Linked DNA regions of Mus musculus: regions 1 and 3 are each linked to region 2. Evidence: chromatin contacts called from public Hi-C and HiCAR-type data. All regions are on one chromosome and are shown on one strand. Each heading gives the region's core, a stretch centred on a gene start, on an enhancer-like site or on the middle of the called end of the contact. The rest is flanking DNA. Distances are from core to core; before and after follow the strand shown.

Region 1 (3,607 bases), core at 255-2,754, 1.9 Mb after region 2:
CAAGTAATTGCTAAAAGCAATGACCTCTCAACAAAAGTCATATTAATACTACACAAAACCAGGACAGGAAGCTGGGCGTGGTGGCGCACGCCTTTAATCCCAGCACTCGGGAGGCAGAGGCAGGCGGATTTCTGAGTTCGAGGCCAGCCTGGTCTACAAAGTGAGTTCCAGGACAGACAGGGCTACACAGAAAAACCCTGTCTCGAAAAAAACAAACAAAACAAAACAAAACAAAACAAAAAACCAGGACAGGAAACCTCATGTGTATCTAGCTCCACCTTTCTATAAACAATAAAGATTAGATATAAGCATGCAAGACTTAATCCAAATGCTTAGTATTTTACTTCTTCACTTCTCAAATAATAATAAAAATAATAATAAAGACCAAGACTATGTAATTCCTAAACAGTGATGAATCCAAGGAAGCAACAACATGTCAGGTTCAAATTCTTAGCGACCATAAGGAAGCATTTTTCTAAACTCATGGGGTGGTAAGCTTAATTTGAGATTTGAAAATACACTGAAAAATCCCCATCAGAAATGACAGGGAATAATGATCCAAGCTGGGATTTGGTAACAGTGAATGATTCCTTTCAGTCACCAGAAAGCAAACCAGAGAGTTAGAGAATATTTGGTGGAGATAAACTAACAGTAAGAATGGTTCTGATGAAATTGGTGTGTTCTGATAGGTGGACTGTAAAAGCAAGATAAATGTAGCAAAGAGGAAATAAAGGTAGAATACTTGAAGTCATTTCAAACTCTTGTATATTTTTTTTATGACCCAGTGTTCAGGTACCATGCATCTAGGATTTTAGATTTCAAATACTCTAACCCCATGAATACACTCAAACTAAGAGAGTCTATTTCTGCTCACTCTTAGGAAAATATGGATGCTGTATTTCCACCGATGGTTAATAGCCTTGAAACACCATAATGACAGAATCCAGACAGCTCGCTGAGGTCCAAGTAATCCTAGCTACCGAGGTGAAAGTGTGGGGTGTGAATAATTCCATCACCTTGTCACCCCGCCCCACCTCCCTCGCCGCACATATTCTTGCTATGTTCGAAGTCCTCCGGAGCAGGGAGAGCTATCTATCCTTTTATTAACCTTTCGCACAGGTTGGAAACCTTGGTAATCTACAAACCAAGTCTGCCACTCAACACCTCTATCGCTGCACCGGCAACTCGTTGGCAGGATAATGCTTTAGCAACCTGTAAGCAAACCTGTAAGAGCTCTCTAGAACTTTCCATCCTTGAGTGAGGGCCGCTTCTGACTGCTGGGGCAGAACCCTTGCATGCTCAGCTTGCTTTAACCGAGTTAAAGGGGTGCACTAGGAATTCCACGGTAGGGTCTGAGGATACACTAGCCGTGGTGTGGATGCACACGCTGCCACTCCACGCCATGCCCGCAGGGGGCCCTCGCTCACGCCTCAGCTCGGGGTCGGTGGCAGACGATGTCCCTGCAGGAAAAGGTGTCAGCTGACCCTAGTCCCACGAGACGTCAGTGGTGTCCGCGTCCCGCCAGCGCGTTACCTGCAGCAGGTGAAGCTGGGCCACGAGGCGCCGCGGCAGATGCAGGAAGCAGTCCCGAGCATTCGTGAAGGCCACCGTCACGACCGCCCCACCAGACCCCGCACCCGCTAAGCGATCGCTGCTCCACATTGTCCCAAGGTTCAACTCTCACCGGAGAGCGGAGTCCACCGGCTTCTCGTCAGGTGAGAGCGTCGGAACCCGAGAACATCGATCAGGCCCGCCCCCCTCTTCCCACGCCCGGCCGCTGTCACCCTCGGGCCACCTCCGAAGCTCTAGGGGGCGGCACGTCGCTCGTCGAATTCTCGCTCTCAGGAGATGATCGTCGATGGGGTCGATCCTTCAGCCAATCCTAGCACGCCTGGTCCATCCTGCTCTCTTATTGGACTCAGAGGAGCGCGGCTGGCGGATGTTGTTCTGGCGCGGGGGACTAGAGCCGGCAAGATGGCATCCAGTGACGGGAAACCTGGTGGCGTATTCGATCACCACGTCCAGACGGCTGTGTGTGACTCGCGGGCCAAATACCGGGAGGGCCGACGCCCTCGCGCGGTCAAGGTAGAGTGACTCGGATTCTTCTCTCCCCTCGGCAGGGACACTAAATTCCTGTGAGCACTAGCTCCCCAAGGCCTGCCTCCATAAAGGCATGGCAGGGATGTTGTGAGATCCATCTCTAAGTGGAGGGGGCACGAAGAACCCGGGCCCCGGTACCAAAGGTTATCACTACCCTCGGTTAGCTGCTTACCAAACCTCCAACCCACTATTTTTAGCTTTGTATCCTATGTGTTTACAATAGCGCTTCTCACAGGGCAAGCCCAGGGTGAGTGAGTGTTCAGTGGCTGTTTACATTAACCTCTCTGGAGTCAGCTTTTGGAAAAGACGTCTGTTAAGTGGTTTAGTCAGATACCCTTATGTGGAGTGTGGTAGTCTTTAGGCAGAAGAGTGACAGTTTAGTGTGTATGTTTTGCAGACCGGATTGTTTCTTGTTTTCAAAGCTCCATTTAAAAGGGGGTGGGAGGACCGATTTGCCATAGGCTTGTTTGAAGAGTACATTTAACGAGGTCTCCTTTGACTTTAGGTATATACAATCAATTTGGAGTCTCAGTACTTACTAATACAAGGAGTTCCTGCAGTGGGAGCCATGAAGGAATTAGTTGAGCGTTTTGCTCTGTATGGTGCGATTGAACAGTATAACGCTCTAGATGAATACCCAGCGGAAGATTTTACAGAAGTTTATCTCATTAAATTTGTGAAATTACAGAGTGCAAGGTATGTACAAGTTAAGCAGAACTCCTGTTAAAATCTTATTCCTGTTGCTGTCATTTTGGCCCCAACTGTTTCCCAAATGTACCCAAAGCACAGAAGCACTTCTTGCTCTCAGTCTTCCTGATTGGGGGGAGGAGGGGAGGGGACAGGGTTTATTTGGATAGCCTTAGCTGTGCTAGAATTAGTTCTGTAGACCAGGCTGGCCTTGAACTCAAAGATCCCTTTGCCTTTGCCTCTGACTCTCGAGTGCTGGGTTTAAAGGTATGCACCACTCCACCTCGCCTTCCAGTTTGTTTTTCACCAGGCCTCACATCTGCGACTTAATCACTCTAACAGTGAGTGACATCCCAGCTCTTCCTTCAAGCTTTTAAAAGGCTGACTTTACAACAATACTCTTCCCATCCTCTCATACCTGTGCTTGGCAAATTTTGAACCTGTAGTGTGGTAGATTAAGAATTACGTTTGAAGTAAATTATCAGTCCTGTGGATTCATGACTGTGGAGAATTTTAGTCCTCCAAGCAAATTTTTGTTCTTTTCCTAAAATCCATATGGCAAAAAGGACTACTTCTTGAGGTTCACTGAGCAAGGATGAAATGGGACAATTTATGTAAAGGGAGTAGACTGGTACCTCCTATTAAGAGGAAATAGTAGAGCCGGGCAGAGGTGGCACATGCCTGTAATCCTAGCACCAGGGAGGCAGAAGCAGGTGGACCTCTTGAGGTGGAGCCAGCCTTGTCTACAGAGTGAGTTCCAGGAGAGCCAGGGCTACACAGAGAAAACCCTGTTTCCAAAAAACAAGCAAACAAACAAAAA
Region 2 (3,625 bases), core at 318-2,817:
TCCCTAGCCTAGAGGTTCTTTGCAATTGATACCTACTAGGAAAGAGATCAGTTTTATCCAAAAGGACATCAACCACAGGAGCAGTTGGCTACTGCAATCAAGACTCCACGTCTTCTTGATTAGATTTGGTTTGGGACTTTTTGTTTGCTTTATTGAGTTTTGTATGTTTGATAAATAACATGAAGTTGGGTGGGTAGGGAGGTGAGAAAGATCTGAAAGGAGTTGGGGGAGAGGGAAATATAATCAATATTTGTATGAAAAAATTAAATAATAAAAAACTTGTCATCACAGAGGCCTGGGATATGGGAGGCGCCCAAGAATTCTATGGGGGTGACCTTAGCTGTGACAGCAATGGAGATTTGGAATCTGAAGAGCTTACTTCCTGTAGCGAGACAGGAACCCTGGTGGAGTGATAGAGACACCGATCCACACATAAAACTTTCAACCCAAAATTTATCTTGTCTACAAGGAATGCAGGCACAGGTGATGGAGCAAAGACCATCCCATAGGCAAGCAACAATCCCTGACACTATTAATGATACTCTGTTATGTTTGCAGACAGGAGCCTAGCATGGTTGCTCTCTGAGAGACTCCAATCAGAAGCTGACTCAGACAGACGCAGACACCCACAGCCAAACAGTCTCCAGAGCTTGGGGACTCTTACTGGAGAATAGGAGGAAGGATTGCTGTGCCCTGAAGGAGATAGGAACTCCACAGGAAGACCAATGGAGTTAACTAACCTGGACCCTTGGGGCTCTCAGAGTCTGAACCACCAACCAAAGAACAAACACAGGCTGGACCTAGGCCTTCCAGCTCATATGTGGGCCCCAAACAACTGGTGTAGGAGCTACCTCAAAGCTGTTGCCTGTACTTGGGCTACGTACCTGGCTGGGCAGCCTTGTCTGGCCTCAGTGGGAGAGGAAGTGCCTAGCCTCACAGAGAATTGAAGTGCCAGGGTTGGGGGGTCGAGAGGGCTCCCCGACTCAGGAGAGGGGGTTGATGGGGATAGGGGCAGTGTTCAGGATATAAAGTGAATAAGAAAAAAAAAAGATAATTAAAGAAAAGAGTTGTCAACATCGACAGTTTTTGTTTCTCTATTTGTGTGTATGTATATAGTGCGATGGAATCAACTGGAATTCACAGGCATCATTTTTGCTCTTTTTAACTTAAATACTGTGTATGAGTCCTTTGACATATTTATCTGCACAGGATGCACATATCAGAGAAGACGAGAGAGGATAGCTGATGTGTAGAAGAGTCAAATTAGAATACTTAATAATTAGTTTTATGTATGGAATTTTGCTGCAGTAGGGTATCTTTTGCCTATAGTTAACCCCAGAAGTAACAAGCAAAGTGCCCCTTGTAAATTTGTGTGGCTATGGAGTTAGACCTTTTTTTTTTTTTTTTTGCACTTAATGAACAACTTTTGATTGAGTAACCAAACGAATCTCAAATTTGTCCCTCATGCGTGTGATTGAGAGCATTCTAAAGCAAGCCGTAAACCTATCCCTAATAAGGTGCAAGAGGAAACGAGGGAGGCGGGACCCGGAAGAAGGAGGTGGTCTCAGGAATTGGCCCGCGGCCAGCGGCCCGATGGATGCTAGGAACTGTAGTTCCCGGCAGCCAAGGTATTCCCGAGCGGAGCCAGGGGAGAGCCTGACTGGTTCCCTGAAGCCTCCGGGGCGGCTTCGCCAGAACGCACTTCCGCGGCAGCGGAGGGAGACCAAGGAGCCGCGGCTCGGAGTGGGTGAGCGGGATGCCCGAGCCGTGAGGAGCCGGTAGGTGTGGTCAGGGACGCTCCCGTTTCCGAGTCTTTTGCAAGTAGTTGAAGGTGTTGCGTGAAACGGCGAAGCGGCGGCGAGTCGGCATTTGAAAGGTTGCCCACATGGGTGGACGTGGAAAAGTGGCCGAGGAGGTATTTGGTACCGCGTTTACAACGTTTTCGTCCCCTCCGAGGAGTGTGGAGCCGCGTTGCCGGGGCAGCCGAGGGCTGGGGGCGGGCGGGGGTGCGAGCTGCGAGCTGCGAGCTGGCTGCTATTTTGGACCCAGCGGCTGACGGCGCTGGTTGTGTAACGCTGACCTGCTCGCTCTCCCCACGCACCGGGCAGGGGTGGGCGAGCGGCGAGCGTGCGCCCGGGGAGGGCTCACGCCATTGGCTGGGCGCAGCCGCCCCCCCTTTGCCAGGCTCGGCCGCTCGGGGTCTCCTGAGGACGCGGCTCCCACCCGGACGTGCCGATCTGGCTGCTGCTGTCCCTCGACACTGCCCTGCTCTGCGAAGGGGCTAGTCTTCACTGCAGAACTGCTATGCCAGGTGACCTCATGGCAAAGGTTGCCCAGGGGTCCGATTGGGGTCATTGATTGTAAAACGAGCCCTTCTGACTTCGAAGCAACAATCTTGATTGATAACAACTCAAGAATCGTAGATGGGAGGTGGGGAACCTCGATGGAAATCAGCACCCAGGCCACATCCTGCATAATTACTGTAATAGGGCCAGCGATAAACGCCTGGATCCAGGAAGCTGCCAGGCGTTTATGAGTTTTTCACTCATCCTACCTGTTTGAGTTAACTAGTATTCCAACAGGAAGTCACTCCTCTTTAGAGATATGAAAACATACCAAATGGCAGGTTGAGCCAAGGACGATAGATACCACACAACATAAACTAAAAAGGACATACTAGTTGCAAATTTTAGGTTGTACAGAGCAGATTAGTTTTGTCTGGTTTTATGGTAAATACCGTCTTTTAAACATTTTAGAAAACAGTGCATTTCTTTTCATTCCAAGGCAACTGCATGGTGCTTTCTTTCACCGTGCTCCTTATGACACGGTAGGCAGGAACTAGATCTTGAAAAATAAATCTATTAATTTTTTTCTTAGATTTCTAACCCAGTAAAGTGATTTGTGATTTTTAATTTTAGCCTTAATTATCCCGAACTTTCAAATCACAAAATAAGAGTTATTTTCCTTTGAGGCTCATATCTAATAGTGAATATAAGAATAAATTGCCTGTGCTATTTTTTTTGTTGTTGTTGTGTTTTTGTTTTTGCTTTGTCGTGGTGCTGGCGTTTGAACTTTGGGCCTTCTACATGATGGGCAAGCATTGTAGCTGAGCTACACCCCTAACCTTAAACTGCCTTTTTGAAAAACTTATTGCTTGCCTGTTTGGCTGTAGCATTTTATTATTAAGTCTAGACAATTACTGCCCCCCCCCCCCCCCCAGTTATATGTGAGTTAAAATAGAGTTGCGAAGGAAGGACTGTAGTAATTTGGAGCATTTTTCTACTTTGGTAGGTCCAGATTATCTCTGCTTTGTGTGCAGATGTGCTCCTGTTGCATCTGAGTTCACTAAGCTGACTTTGGAGGATCAGGCACAGGGAAAGGGTGAGTATGCCCCTGTCCCTGGTTATATAATGTTTCTGCTGTCTCAGTCAGGAACGCTGCTGTTCTTCTCTTCTTCAGCAAAATAAAAGTGTAGAACCTTTGTGGGTACAGTGATTGATGGTTACAGTTTCCAAGAAGACCCAAATTATAGGTAGAAGGGATAGCCACTGTTAGCATCAAAAATTAATTTAGTGGCCATGAGACATACATTCTTTTGTAGTGATTCCTTGGAATTGTCTCTGAA
Region 3 (3,579 bases), core at 256-2,755, 1.7 Mb after region 2:
CCTCTTAAAAAGACACTGTATTATAGACACTGTACAAAGAACATGGCAACTATAGAAAATGATGCTTTCTATAAAGTACCTAAAGGAGAAACTAAGTAGTTAACTTTCTGCACAGAATTTAAAGTAAACCAATTCTTATCTCAATCAATTCATAAGAAAACGTCTATTAGCAAAGTGTTTCATTTGTGAATACTCATTATATATTTTAAATACTCATATTTTAAATATATAAAACAAACTTACTGCTAGCAACATATTCGCAAAAATTCTTTTTTTTTTTATTTTAAGTTTATTTTTAAAAAAGTATTTGTACTGGAGCACTTAAAATAGTCTTCCAATGACATAAAAGGAAACAAAGGTTGAAGCCAGGAAAACAACAAAAGCTACCAGCGATGAAGGTGAAGCTGGTGCAACTGAAACCGACAGGAAGAGAGAACTAGTCAAAAGAATAAAAATAAATAAAGCCATTGCTAATATGCTATATGGCTCACTGCACTGGAGAAATGCTCAGGCATGAATGATATGCTGCCTAAAAAATGAGGACTTATGTAAGTGGAGATGGTTCATAACTTGGAGGGCTGTCTGCGATTTTTTTAAAAAATATGCAGGGATATTGTTGATTTTCATTATGATTGACAAAGGAGAGGCATACAATTTTCACTTAGTGCCCACAGCAGGGGTAATTACTCCTTTGTGGGTCAGTGAGTTTGTTTACAATAAAGACACGCTAAGTTCCCTGAGAGAGCAGGACAGGAATGGAGCTGAAATCTTGAGGTCGGCCAACCACATCAAGGCTTCTGGTGAAGTTACAAAGACCGAGGGGAGGAGAGAGCAGAGAGTGCAAGCCAAAAGGAGACATAAAGGAAGAACTCGGATAGATGGGAGAAGACAGCTACAATCGATAAGCTGTCACTGTCCTGGCAATGACAACACTGCCTGGGAAGTCTTTCCCTTGGCACCACCCACCAGTGCTCCCCTACCGGGAAAAATGCAAAGCTGCTTTTGCTCCAAAAGTTCCCACCCAAGAGACGCCGGTGACTTTTCGGTACCGGCGTGTAAGAAACAACACGCCTTGATGCAGAGCCTCGTGGGCGAGCTTCGGTGCTCCTGCCGTTGGCTCCAGCCGGCGTCTGGCTCTTCTTGCCTTGCTTTCCTTGTTTCCGCCAAGGAAACGGGAAAGACTCACCCGGGCGGGCGGCGGATCCTCTCCCGAGCCGCTACATCCAAGTCAGTGGGTGGGGCGGCAGTCGAAGGATGGCGGAGCCAGCCCGTCACCGTTTTCTCATTCCTTCTGCCTATCTAGGAGGCCCACCCCAACTTCCTGTGGCAGGAAGCCCCTGGATTGTCACCAAAAGCCGCCCCGCGAGTTCGGGTCTCAGGGCACCTGTTCCCCACCGTCCTTCCTCTCCCTCGGCTCCAGGAACCCTTCAGCCTCTCCACCAGCTTCGGGCTCCCAAAGGCCTCAGCTCGCCATCCCACCGCTACCGGCGCCGGGCAATAACTTCCGGGGTTACGCCCCCAAGGCCGCTTCAGGTTTGCGGCTGAAAAAGCTTCCGGGTCGGCCCGCGGGGAGCCGCCGTTCGTGCCGGTCCGTGCCACTTCGCGCGGCGGCCGCAGCTGTCTGGGAGCGGGCGACCGTGAGCTCGCGGGGTTTGGCGGCAGCCGAGCCCGACGCTAGCTATAGCAAGGACGGGGGTCGGGGAAGGGAGGTCGGCCTCCGCGGCTGCGTGCGCACGCGGCACGACCATGCGCTGGACTTGAGCGAGCGGCGGAGGCAGGCGCCACCGCCCCCCTCCTCCATAGCCTGAGAGCGGCGGCGCGCAGCGGGAGAAGATGGGGGGCGCCCGCCCAGTGTGAGCTCGCCGGGCGCGTCGGGCTCGCGCAGCGCTTCCCGCGGGCCTCCAGCGCGCATCCTCCGGCTCCCGCAGCCGCCGCCGCCGGCGGGTGGGTGGGGCGCCGAGTGGACCCGAGAGGTCACCCGCTCGGCGCGAGAGCCAGGTGGCCGCGACAGAGGAAGACCTGCAGATCTGGGGGGAATCGACGCGAGCCCGGTCCCGGCCGGGAGAAGTAACCGTAAGTTTCTGCTTCGCGGCTCGGCTCTGGCCGAGGCAGTCTCGAGCCTGCCTAGTTCACGCCCTTCCGCGTCTCTTGCGAGGGTTGCCCTGTCACCCCTTCTCTCCCCGTCCCCGAAGGAGCACAGCATCCTGTCTGCCCTACGGGGTTTCTCGCGCTCGCGAATTTGCAAGCCTCCCGGTTTCCGCGGCGCGTCCCATCCTCCACACACGTCTACATAGCCTTGTCCCTCTGTCCTCAAAAGATTCGTGCCCTCCTTCATTTTCTGTAGAACCCCGGACCTCACAGTCTCCGCAACCCTTGTTGGGACCTGGAAAGCCTTGGATTCCACTAACTCCGTGGACCTGAAATAGTGAGGAGCGACTAGGTTAAAAGTGCTCTGTAGGACTGTCATGGGTGGGGATAGGTGCAGATGGCACCACTGAACCTTTATTTGTGTTGCTTTTGCCACCCAAACAAAAGAATGAACGCTCCTCTGTACCCTCATTCCTCTACGTATGTGTGAACTGTTCGTACATTGATGTTTGAGTCGGAGGTAATTGAAGCTACAGCTGTAATGAAGCAGGTCTTGAAGAGTTTTTATTCTCACAAGCGTCATTCTTATGGAACGGCATGTTGAAAAATCTTTGGATTGAAAGACCCATTCAGGTTTACTAGTAAATGTGAAGACCAAATGTGAAAACATCTGGAGTTTTAGATAGTGTACTTTGGATGCTGTTAATTTCTTACTGTTTTGATTACTGTTTGACTAGGCTGTTTCTCGTTAAATTTTAGTTTGCATTTTTAGGTTGCTTTTGCAGAACTTTCCAGAAATTAGATTAAAATATAATTTTAATACTGTCAGTGATTAGACAGCTGTCAATGCATTAACTACTTTTTAAGGTACTATTAGAAAGCAAATGATAATTCTAAAAATAATGTTACTCTGTACGGTGTAGGTTCTGTTAATATTCTGTAAACTAAGGTAGTATGGTAACATTGGTGATTTTTTTTTCTTGGAAATTATTTCTTTAGGAACAATAAATATGTTTAGTCACCCCAGCAAGCCGTTTAGCAGTTTATCTTGGGCTGTAACTTTACACTTCACAGTTTAGTTTGAAGCAGACGCAGAAGATGTAGCTCCCACAGTCTGTCTGGAAATGGACTTTCCTTGGCACAGAAGCCCAGCACTGTGCAGACTTGAGGGCATTGTTGAAGGTGTAAAATCAGCTTCTGATGAAGAAGCTCTAAGGGTTTTCCTCAGGGAATGGCTAGCTGCATGGAACAATCTTTTTTGAAAATTCCACTAGTTTCTTTTATCTTTGGGACAAAGAGGAAAGATAGGAACAACATTTCCTACTTAATTTATTTGTTTTCTCAAAGCTCTGAGAATCTTGAGTTTATGCTATGTACGAGTCCTGAAGTCATGTATGCAGTCTTATAAACAGGTGCATGCTGAGCCATGGGGATAGAGTTCTGTTAGCCACTCTTTTAAACTCTTGCGGCACCCTCACTTCTGAGACGTGA

The links. Hi-C and Micro-C count contacts between places; a contact is called where the count stands out from the background. HiCAR-type assays count read pairs that join an accessible place to other places.
Region 1: a contact with region 2 is called in a Hi-C map of cardiomyocytes, with 5 times the contacts expected there. The contact joins the promoter of Rbm48 here to the promoter of Cldn12 in region 2. A contact is called at or near these places in 1 of 39 promoter capture datasets (liver) and 1 of 484 Hi-C or Micro-C datasets (cardiomyocytes).
Region 3: a HiCAR-type map of astrocytes shows a contact between it and region 2, with 2.4 times the contacts expected there. The contact joins the promoter of Krit1 here to the promoter of Cldn12 in region 2. A contact is called at or near these places in 2 of 39 promoter capture datasets (cranial neural crest and hippocampal neurons) and 1 of 115 datasets of contacts at active chromatin or transcription factors (astrocytes).

Annotation. Positions count from the first base shown.
Region 1 is chr5:3,594,444-3,598,050 of GRCm38.p6, reverse strand. It overlaps Rbm48 (RNA binding motif protein 48), which reads left to right and starts at 1,504. Exons shown (of 5, transcript NM_172991.4): 1 at 1,504-2,085; 2 at 2,606-2,796. The coding sequence starts at 1,849. It overlaps Pex1 (peroxisomal biogenesis factor 1), which reads right to left and starts at 1,985. Exons shown (of 24, transcript NM_001293806.1): 1 at 1,534-1,985. The coding sequence starts at 1,662.
Region 2 is chr5:5,512,918-5,516,542 of GRCm38.p6, reverse strand. It overlaps Cldn12 (claudin 12), which reads left to right and starts at 1,567. Exons shown (of 4, transcript NM_022890.2): 1 at 1,567-1,778; 2 at 3,292-3,381.
Region 3 is chr5:3,801,091-3,804,669 of GRCm38.p6, reverse strand. Krit1 (KRIT1, ankyrin repeat containing) reads right to left here and starts at 1,505. Exons shown (of 17, transcript NM_030675.3): 1 at 1,187-1,505. It overlaps Ankib1 (ankyrin repeat and IBR domain containing 1), which reads left to right and starts at 1,546. Exons shown (of 20, transcript NM_001289527.1): 1 at 1,546-2,073.